2 separate regions of the Xenopus laevis genome follow, and region 2 is linked to region 1. A link is a contact called in public Hi-C data. All regions are on one chromosome and are shown on one strand. Each heading gives the region's core, a stretch centred on a gene start, on an enhancer-like site or on the middle of the called end of the contact. The rest is flanking DNA. Distances are from core to core; before and after follow the strand shown.

Region 1 (4,641 bases), core at 1,569-4,068:
GTACCCCCTATTGTAAAATATAAGGATATTATAAGTTACAGAGGAGTTTCATGATCATATAAAAAAACACGAGGCCGAGTGTTTTTATACAGGTCATGGAACTCTGAAGTTACTTCTAATGTCGTGTTTTTATATGGTCATGAAACTCCTTGGTAACATATAATATCTTTATATTTTACAAGAGGGGGTAAATTATTCACTATATATTTTACAGGTTTTTACAACACTTGTGTAAAAAAAAAAAATGTATTATACACTTTGCCCATTTACAAGTCAGAATGGTTTGTGATACCCTTGCTCTTCCCGTGCTCCCATTCATTTATATTCAACCAGTTATGAAAAAAATGTGTTTTGAATGCTAATTGATAAAGCTGGATAAGCATAAGGGACCCTGTAGTGGAATAGTGGAAAAAATATGGCAGTGCATACAGGACTTCTGCATACCTTTAGGCTCACAATTACCACCTGGCAGAAGTTGGCAGAAGTGCTGCTATAGCAAAGAATTGCCATTGTTTTACCCCTTAAATTGATGTCTGCATACTTGGCAGATACTTAATGCCATTTTAATGCCATGGTCATGAAACTCCTCGGTAACTTATAATATCCTTATATTTTACAAGAGGGGGTACTTTATTCACTATATAAGCGGTGCTTAGTGATGTCATTGGTTATAATCGTAGATTAGTGATGTCATTTCTGTGACGAGACTCACTGAAACTTGTGTATTATAATAAATAATGTACCCCCTGTCGCAAAATATGAGGGTATTATAAGTCACCTCAGAGTTCCACGACCTGTATAAAAACACTTGGCCTTTGGCCTTGTATGGTCATGGAACACCCCAGTAACTTATAGTATGCTTATATTTTACAAGAGAGGGTACTTTATTCACTACATATTTTACGTCTCAATGGGTCATGTGGCAGAAATGACCAATAAATACCAATTATAAATGATCACATTAAAAAAAGTTATCATTTACAGTATATACAGTATGTGGTCCATTTATTAAATCCTAAATAAATATGTTTCTATAGATATTTCAAATATCTCACAAAGTTAGCACTTTTGCAGCTGTGCTTACTACTCTCTTCATTACAATAAAGTGTTTATTTATGACAGTACATAAGTTAATGTGACACTGACAGTTTGGGGCAGGGGTGTAACTACAGATAAAGCAGACACTGTGACTGGTGAAGACCCAATCAGTCAGTATAAAGGGTATAGTAAATTACTGGGTAATAAGCAGTGCCAGTAAAAGTTTATGCATATATTTTAGGGGGCCTTAATCTTTCAGTTTGTTGTGGAGTCCAGTAACTAACAGAGACAAGGACACATTAAATGAAAGAAACATGAGTATGATGCATGAGCATGTATCAGTTAAAGTGATACCGACACTAAAATCTTATATTAATCTACGTTAAAAGTAACATATAGGTCACGTTGAACGTTTTTTGCCGATAGTTCTGATTTTGCAAGTAATTGTCACTTGAAGTTTCTAAACCTGACTGTTTTGCTGACCTGACTGTCCCCATCTCAGCTAATGCTAACGGCTACTGCTGCACAAATATGGCAGCCCCCTCATAGAGGAACATGGGGGTAAGAAAGGTAATGTAAAAGCATCAGGCAAATACTTTTATGGCAAACTTATAAATAGCATTCAAAGATAATGTTCTGATGGATATAAAAAAGGTTATTTTCTGGTGTCAGTATCTCTTTAAGAAAACAGTTGAATACAAAACAATAAACACAAGCAACAGTATGGTGGAGACTCAATGCTGGAGCAGTGGAGAAGGAGAACCTGTTAATGCAGGAAAGTTGGGGGCCCCTATCTGGGGTGGGATTTATAAATCATGGATGAATAACCTGCAGCACATCCAGCCGTTGTTAAACTTCAACTCTCAGTTAGGGAGCTGCAGTTTGACAGAACCTGAAGGGGTGCAGGTTTGGCACCCCTTTTGTACGTACAGAAGCTATCAATTGTTAATAATAATAATAATGTGCAATTGTATCTACTTTTCCTCTTAAAGGGCCCTACTAATGCTAGGGGTCCCTAGAAATGCTCTAAAATCAGTTCCTACAAGCCAGCAGCCTCCTGACACACAACATCCTGTGTTTGAGCACATTATATCCAAATGTTTTCTCTCATGAAACCAGTTACAACCCCCACCCACATACATACGCAACCAGCCCAAAACACTTGGCTACTTACCTTTTGCTGGGAGGTCGGACTCGCAGAGCCACCTTGACGTTTGCCATTCTGACAGAGTGGGGTGCCACATATCCTTTCCCTACTACATGAATGACTCCCTACATGAGGAGATTTTGGAAGAGCAGTCCCTCCGCAGGACTCCAGCAGCCACAGGCTAGATCACACTGAGCAGGAGGCAGAACTTCCCAGGGCTCTGATTCTAGGGGTGTGCCTTATGCAATGTCAGAAAAGAAGCAGTCAAGTAGTTGCCGCCTCTCTTTTGCCTTGGTTTGTCTGATCTCTTCAGAAAGTGCCCATTCTGCATACAGATGGGGAGGTTAACTGGCTTGCACAGCTCTGGCATCTGTTTTAGATTAGTTTCCCCTGTTTCACCCCAATGTGTTTGGAAACGTCTCAGGGACTGGAATAAGCAGCTGGAAGGAAAACTAAATCCCGCCTCTCGGTTGCTTCAGTTGCTGTGATATTAGCAACAGCCCTGAAGTTAAAGGGAACATATTATGTCATCTCCTAGTATTATATGGCCCCCTTCCTTTAAATGCATTGCTATTTCACATCAGAGCTGCAGAGATATCCCAGTGCCTGGGCTGAAATGAGGACTGGTTGTGTCTTTTCATTTCCACAGGCAGTGAGTGAGTGAGTGAGTGCAATAGGAGCCTAAGCCCCACCCCCATGCCTCTCTGCTCCCAGCCTGATCAAACTGTCTTCCTCTCATGCTCATTAGTGGAGCTTCAGCTTTTCCATTTTCTTTCAAAATACATAAAATCTATGTTTGGTGGAGGACTCCTTTCAAAAAAGGCTCTTTAGAAATTCCAAAACTCAAAGGTTCCTGGATAAAGGGTTTCCATATAATAGATCCCATACATGTTATCGGACAAATGGGACTCTTTTGCTTTAAATTTTCTAGGGATGCACCCGAATCCTTCGAGAAAGATTCAGTCTAATACGGAACCGAATTTGCATATTCAAATTAGGGGTGGGATGGGGAAACATTTTTTACTTCCTTCTTTTGTGACAAAAAGTCACGTGATTTCCCTCCCTAGTTTGGCCGGGCAGAAGGATTCGGCTGAATCTTGCCGGAAAAGGCTGAATCCTGGCCGAATACGGAACCAAATCCTGGATTCAGAGCATCCCTAAAATTTTCTAAAAAGAAAGTTATGGAATGCTCTATCCAAGTGGAGGAGGGGGTTACCAACATCCGCCTCAATTTCCTCCTTTTTTTTTTTTTAAACGATTTAAAAAGAAATTAGCAGTATCTGTATAGGTAAATCTCTCTCTGCTAGACCAACGGTACCTGAATATTCAGGCATCATCTTCCCCTTGAATATAGTGTAACTTTCTGTGTCCCATTGGAATTTTAGAGCAGGAACTGCTTCCCTCTATCCCAGCAGTGGCGTAACTACCCGGGGAGCAGGGGGTGCGATTGGGCCAGGGCCCGCACCCCCTCAGGGCCCCCCGGCAGCTCGCACGCCACTCTCTTCTAAGGGAAATGTGGGCGTAAATGCGGCCGTTTCCGGCCTTACGGAGGGGGACGGGGCCCGGCTGCACGTCCCGCGCCAGGGCCCGCCCCCCTCTAGTTACGTCTCTGTATCCCAGTGCACTTTCACCGTTCTGATTATTTATTGCATCCTGTCAGTGATCTGAAATGGTCCTGCTACAAAGTGAGGGCATTTGGCTAATATCAAATTTCCAAAAAGACTGAAAACAAAAACTGTGGTACCATGTTAGCCAGTAGCAAAAATAACAAATAAAAAAACAAACAAATACAAAAGTATTGTAGAAGTGATACGTATATTGGCTTACAATAAAAATACATTGCAAGCTTTCGGAGCACCAAGGCCCCTTTGGAAGTTACAGATAGATAGAGATCGATCATAGAGATAATACAATGAATTAGGGTGGGTTGTAAATAGTCCAGGAGTCTGGATTCAGTCAGGTCACATAGTGTGACATGAAACCTGACCCTAAATTAAGGCCCTGTCTTAATGTGTTAAACAACTCCATACATTTGAATTCATAAATCTTCCTTTGGAACTTGGTGATTGTGCAGACATCTGGAGGGAAGAAGCTGCTTCACTCCAGTACAGCTTTCTGTGTCAAGTAAACAGATACGCCAGAAATTAAATTACAATTATTGTATATCCTTGCAGTACCACATATTATTGTTAAAGGGGTGGTTCACTTTTTAGTTACATTTTAGTACATTATAGAATGGCCAATTCTAAGCAACTTTTCAATTGGTTTTTATTTATTTATTATAGATTTTTGTAATTATTTGCCTTTTTCTTTTGATTCTTTCCAGCTTTTAAATGGGGGTCACTGACCCCATCTAAAAAACAAATGCTCTGTAAGGCTATAAATGTATTGTTATTTTTTTCCTACTTTTTATTACTCATCTTTCTGTTCAGGCCCTCTCGTAGTCATATTCAAGT
Region 2 (4,758 bases), core at 394-2,893, 180 kb after region 1:
TATCTTCGCTGTTCCTCGTTCAGCATCTGTTTCTCTTGATTTCGTGCAGGAGTTGGGTGTCAGATTTTCATTGAGAGTTAGATCCAATATATCATATAGGGGAGGGGCTTCTTTTCCTAGCAGATGAATTTGAGCTGACTCAACTGATTCCAGTACAAACAAAATCATACAAAATAATTTACTTTGGCACAAATTCTGCATGTAGAGAGACAGGATTTCTGGTAATTTTAAAAGAGTGAGCTCTAATACATCTTATAGGCAAAAGGAGCCCCTCTAAAAGATATATTGGAATTAAAGGTCATTCAAAATCAGACTCCCAACTCCTGCATGAAAGAGAGAATAAAGAGAGACTGATGCAGAGAGTGCTAAAGTGAAGAGTAACTTGAATATTTAAGAAACGGTTCCGAATTTATCATTGATTATATTTAGAAAATGTCTTATTTCAGTAAGATGAAGCATATATTAAATTTCCATTTTCACAATAGTTCCCGTTTAAATGTACTAGGTCTCATTTCCAACTAACATTTCTACACAGCAAATTGCTAGCATTTGTTTTTTTTTGTAGAGAATCTGATGTGTGTACATTTATGGGATCTCCTATCCAGAAATCGGGTATCTAGAAAGCACCAAATTAAGGGAACGCCATCTCCCATAGATTCTATTCTATGCAAATAATAGATTTTTTTAAATGATTTCCTTTTTCTCTGTAATAATAAAACAGTACCTTTTAATTGATGGTAACTAAGCTGCATGAATTCATGTTGGTTTCAAACAACCCTATTGCCTTTATTTAATGTTTCATTATTTTATAGAGTTTAGATATTGTGACCCAAATTACGGAAAAAGCCCCCTTATCCAGAAAGCCCCAGGTTCCAAGCATTGTGCATAATAGGTTCCATACCCGTTCTGTAGTATAATCTATAGGCTTCTTAATAATAGGAAACAATGCTAAAGCCACTTCACCAATGAAACACCAGCTGTTTAAGTGCTTAGGAATTAATGGGCAAAAAAAAAATATTCACAAGCAGGTCTAGTATACTGGTGCTTGTTTCTCCAACACTGCGGCACAATTACCTCTTGTTTGTTTCAGTGTATAGGGCAGTGCTTCCATTGTCATAATTAGGATAGATTATCAGAGCATGCTAAATAACTAAAGCTTTCCTAAAAAGTGCTAACTACTGTTCCTGTGAACAACAAAATAAAAGACAATGGGAAATGGACTGAACAACCAAGCTCTTGATAACAGAAATTCTAAACTATAAATACATTGACTTTATGCAACTTTATTATTTGCAATCCTTTTAAAAAAATTGTATAAAATGTTTGTGTGTTGTTTTAGTCAAATATTTTTTTTATCAAAAAAAAATAAATCTAATTTTCTACTTGATGATTTGCTACAACCCCTAAGCTTAACGTCTCAACAGCTGCTCAAAGCCCACTGAGCATGTTCATGTCACTCCAAATAAAATTCAAGATGGGGAAACTCCTGTGACAAATTTGAAGGCTTGGATCATTACTGTTGAACAGGGTTGACTGGGCCAGCGGGGCATCGGGAAAAAACCTAGTGGGCCCCAGCTCTTACTGGAATAGGTAAGCACAGAGAGAAGGGGCCGCAACTGGGATGGGGGGGTGGAAAGTGGTGACTGCTGGGGGGGAGGCAGAGGGTGCTTTGCGGAAAGGGGGGCCCGGTGGGTGGTGTGTGGGACCCTAAGGCAGAAGGCCCGGTGTATCCCGGAACCCCCAGTCCAACGCTGCTGTTAAAGAGATGCTGAACTTTTGAGCTAGTTCAATATATAAAACATGGCATTTCTAGCCATATTCATTTTTAGGGTTTAGTTCTCCTTCAACTCAAATTGCATATTCTTTGTTAGGGAAATGTGCTGCAATTTCCTTTGTTAACTAACAAGAAGCAGGTTTTATTCTTAACCTATTCCTTAAGTCGGAAATTATAATAGCTACTTACAAGAATAAATTAATGCTGGAAAAAGGGTTTCATTTCTCTCCTGTGCTGTCTCGACCAGCATTCGTAAAGGTCCTTTTGGAGACAGGACAGCAACGAGATCTAAAAGAAAAAAACTGATTTAGAATGAAAATCACATAAGCTAAACCTTGCTCAGTAGTAATGGAATCATTTCTAGAGCAAATGGTTTCTACTCACCATAAACAGATATCACGGCTAAGATGAGCCAAGTTGTCCACTCAGGAAGGTATTTAATAAACACCAAAGCCATAAGAGCACTAATCATGATAAGATAGGCCTGCTGCAGGAGAAGGGGTCCCTTCCAGTGAATGCATATCATTCCTACTACACCAAAATTCCAGATCAGTAAAGCCAGAGTGATGTAATCCACGGCCACATTATAGGTTTTAAACACTTCACTGGAAAGCAAGCACATGACCTCATTACACAGGAGCTGCAGATAACTTTTATAAATATTTACCTAGTACACACTTTGCCTATATGGACAAAAAAATGCATGTGGTAAGACAGAAGAGAATATTGGCATACAGAGTTTATATGAATATTATTGGCAGTACAAACCAATATACGTTCTTGTATAAAAAACATATTTGTATGTGCAGTCCATGGCTATTCCTCTTTTGTATTAAAAATAGTTTTTTGGGAGACCAGCACACCTATGTTACTGCACACAATAGGCTTACTGAAGAAAATGGTCCTCATTTAAAGGGATGTTAAAACCAAAAAAGTGTTTTAAAGTAATTAACATATTGCATACCGTCACCCTGCATTGGTAATAGTTATGTGTTTGATTTAGAAAAATTACTATAGTTTATATGAGTATGCTGCTATGTTGCCATGGGGGCAGCCATTCAAGTTGAAAAAGGAGAAAAGGCACAGGTTACTTAGCAGATAACAGATAAGGCCTGTAATAGAATACAATGGTATTCTACAGAGTGCATCTATTATCTGCTATATAACCTGTGCTTTGAATGGCTGCCCCATGGCAACACAGCAGCCTACTCATGTAAACTATAGTAGTGTTTCTAAAGCAAACACATAACTTTTACCAGGGCAACAGTACATTATATTTGAATTACTTTAAAACACTTAATCTTTGGTGTTACTTGTCCTTTAATTTGTAATTCAGTAACAATTGAGAAGCACTTAATACAATACAAGAGATCACGGTCTTAGGAGCTGGTACTGATGCAGAAAAAGTTTTATACGAGTGTTGAGTACATGCATGTTCATCTTTAAGCCCCTATTCTTAGGGACTTTTCAGTTGGTCTTCATTTCTACAGTTCTATAGTTTTGAATAGTTTGTCTTCTCATTCTCCATCTTTTCATCTTGCAAACAGGTGTTACAAAGTGTTACAAAGTCCCATTACAAAGGTTTATGTAAGCAGCATGCCTTCTTCTGTTTCACTATGTACTTACCCAAGGTATATATAAGAGAAGAAAAAAAGCAATAAAAGGGAAGATATGATGAGCCAGCCATGGATGACCTACATGGGGAGAAAAAAAAGCAATTCATCTGCTTTAGTATTTACATCAGTGATCATCAATGTCCACCGCTTACAATTCGTGTCTAGCACAAGAGCAACCTAATATCTGGATAAAGGGTTACAATTTTAGCCAGGCAGATCTATTGCATGTTGATTTAGCAGAACTGAATTATGACCACCGTAACTGCAACTGTCAAGAAACAATCAAGAAAATCATGAATTACTGTAGAAGATGACAATTATTAATCCAGTGCACTGGGCAGAGATCATGTGAATTTAAAAGGACATAGCTTTACAGCATGAATCTCTGCTGGGTTTACACACAGATGTTTTGTAGCATGGAGAGGATCACTCTGATGAAAAGACTGCATCAGTGAGTCTGTTCCTCTTCCATTTTTATCACAGGATCCCAGTTGCTCAACTGTTTGTTTGTAATCAAAACACCTGCCTTGCTGACCCATTCAAACACATTCCACTTTTCCGTTATACAAGAGTTCTTTAATTATTTTCCCAAGGCACAATTTAAAAGCCATGATTTAAAGACATGCTTTGGTGTACTAATCAACAATCTACATTACAATGACTCTAGGGGGCAAATTTACTTATGGTCTAATATCGAGGGTTAATTAACCCTCGATATTGACTGCCGAATTGAAATCCTTCGACTTCGAATATCGAAGTCGACGGGTTTACCGCAATTCGTTCAATCAAACGGAAAATCGTTCGATTTGAAGGATTTTAATCCATCGATCGAACGATTTTTCTTCGACCAAAAAAAGATAGCAAAGACTCTGGGGACCTTCCCCATAGGCTAACATTGACTTCGGTAGGTTTTAGGTGGCGAACTTGGGGGTCGAAGTTTTTTTTAAAGAGACAGTACTTCGACTATCGAATGGTCAAACTATTTTTAGTTTGAATCGTTCGATTCAAAGTCGCAGGTCGAAGTAGCCCATTCGATGGTCGAAGTAGCAAAAAAAACATTTGAAATACAAAGTTTTTTTTATTCTATTCCTTCACTCCAACTAAGTAAATGGGCCCCTAGATATGTTGGGAAGAACAGATCGAAAAACTGCATAAAGTTGTCCTGTTCATATAAAACAAGCTTTCAATCAAATGACTGGAAAATGACAAGTTTAAACATTTTTGCTGTTAACAGAACTGTTAAATGCAATGGAGGCCAATAAAAATAAACTGAAAATATATTGGGGTCAATGATATGCCTAGGGGGTAAATTTACATGAGTAAATCCTGTTTGCCACCATTCCTGGCATCTGAGAACTTTCACCCTTT

What was found. Hi-C and Micro-C count contacts between places; a contact is called where the count stands out from the background.
Region 2: a Hi-C map of the XTC cell line shows a contact between it and region 1, with 3 times the contacts expected there. The contact joins the enhancer-like site here to the promoter of stard9.L in region 1. A contact is called at or near these places in 2 of 4 Hi-C or Micro-C datasets (the XL177 cell line and the XTC cell line).

Annotation. Positions count from the first base shown.
Region 1 is chr8L:97,881,544-97,886,184 of Xenopus_laevis_v10.1, forward strand. It overlaps stard9.L (stAR-related lipid transfer protein 9), which reads right to left and starts at 2,819. Exons shown (of 31, transcript XM_041573288.1): 1 at 2,213-2,819.
Region 2 is chr8L:98,059,313-98,064,070 of Xenopus_laevis_v10.1, forward strand. psen1.L (presenilin 1 L homeolog) reads right to left here. Exons shown (of 12, transcript NM_001090554.2): 6 at 3,401-3,468; 7 at 2,159-2,379; 8 at 1,964-2,062. Among protein-coding and RNA genes, the nearest start is that of psen1.L, 23 kb to the right of the region's middle. Within about 2 kb of position 1,644, at least 1 of the 7 cell types and tissues checked has an H3K27ac peak or open chromatin away from gene starts, as enhancers often do.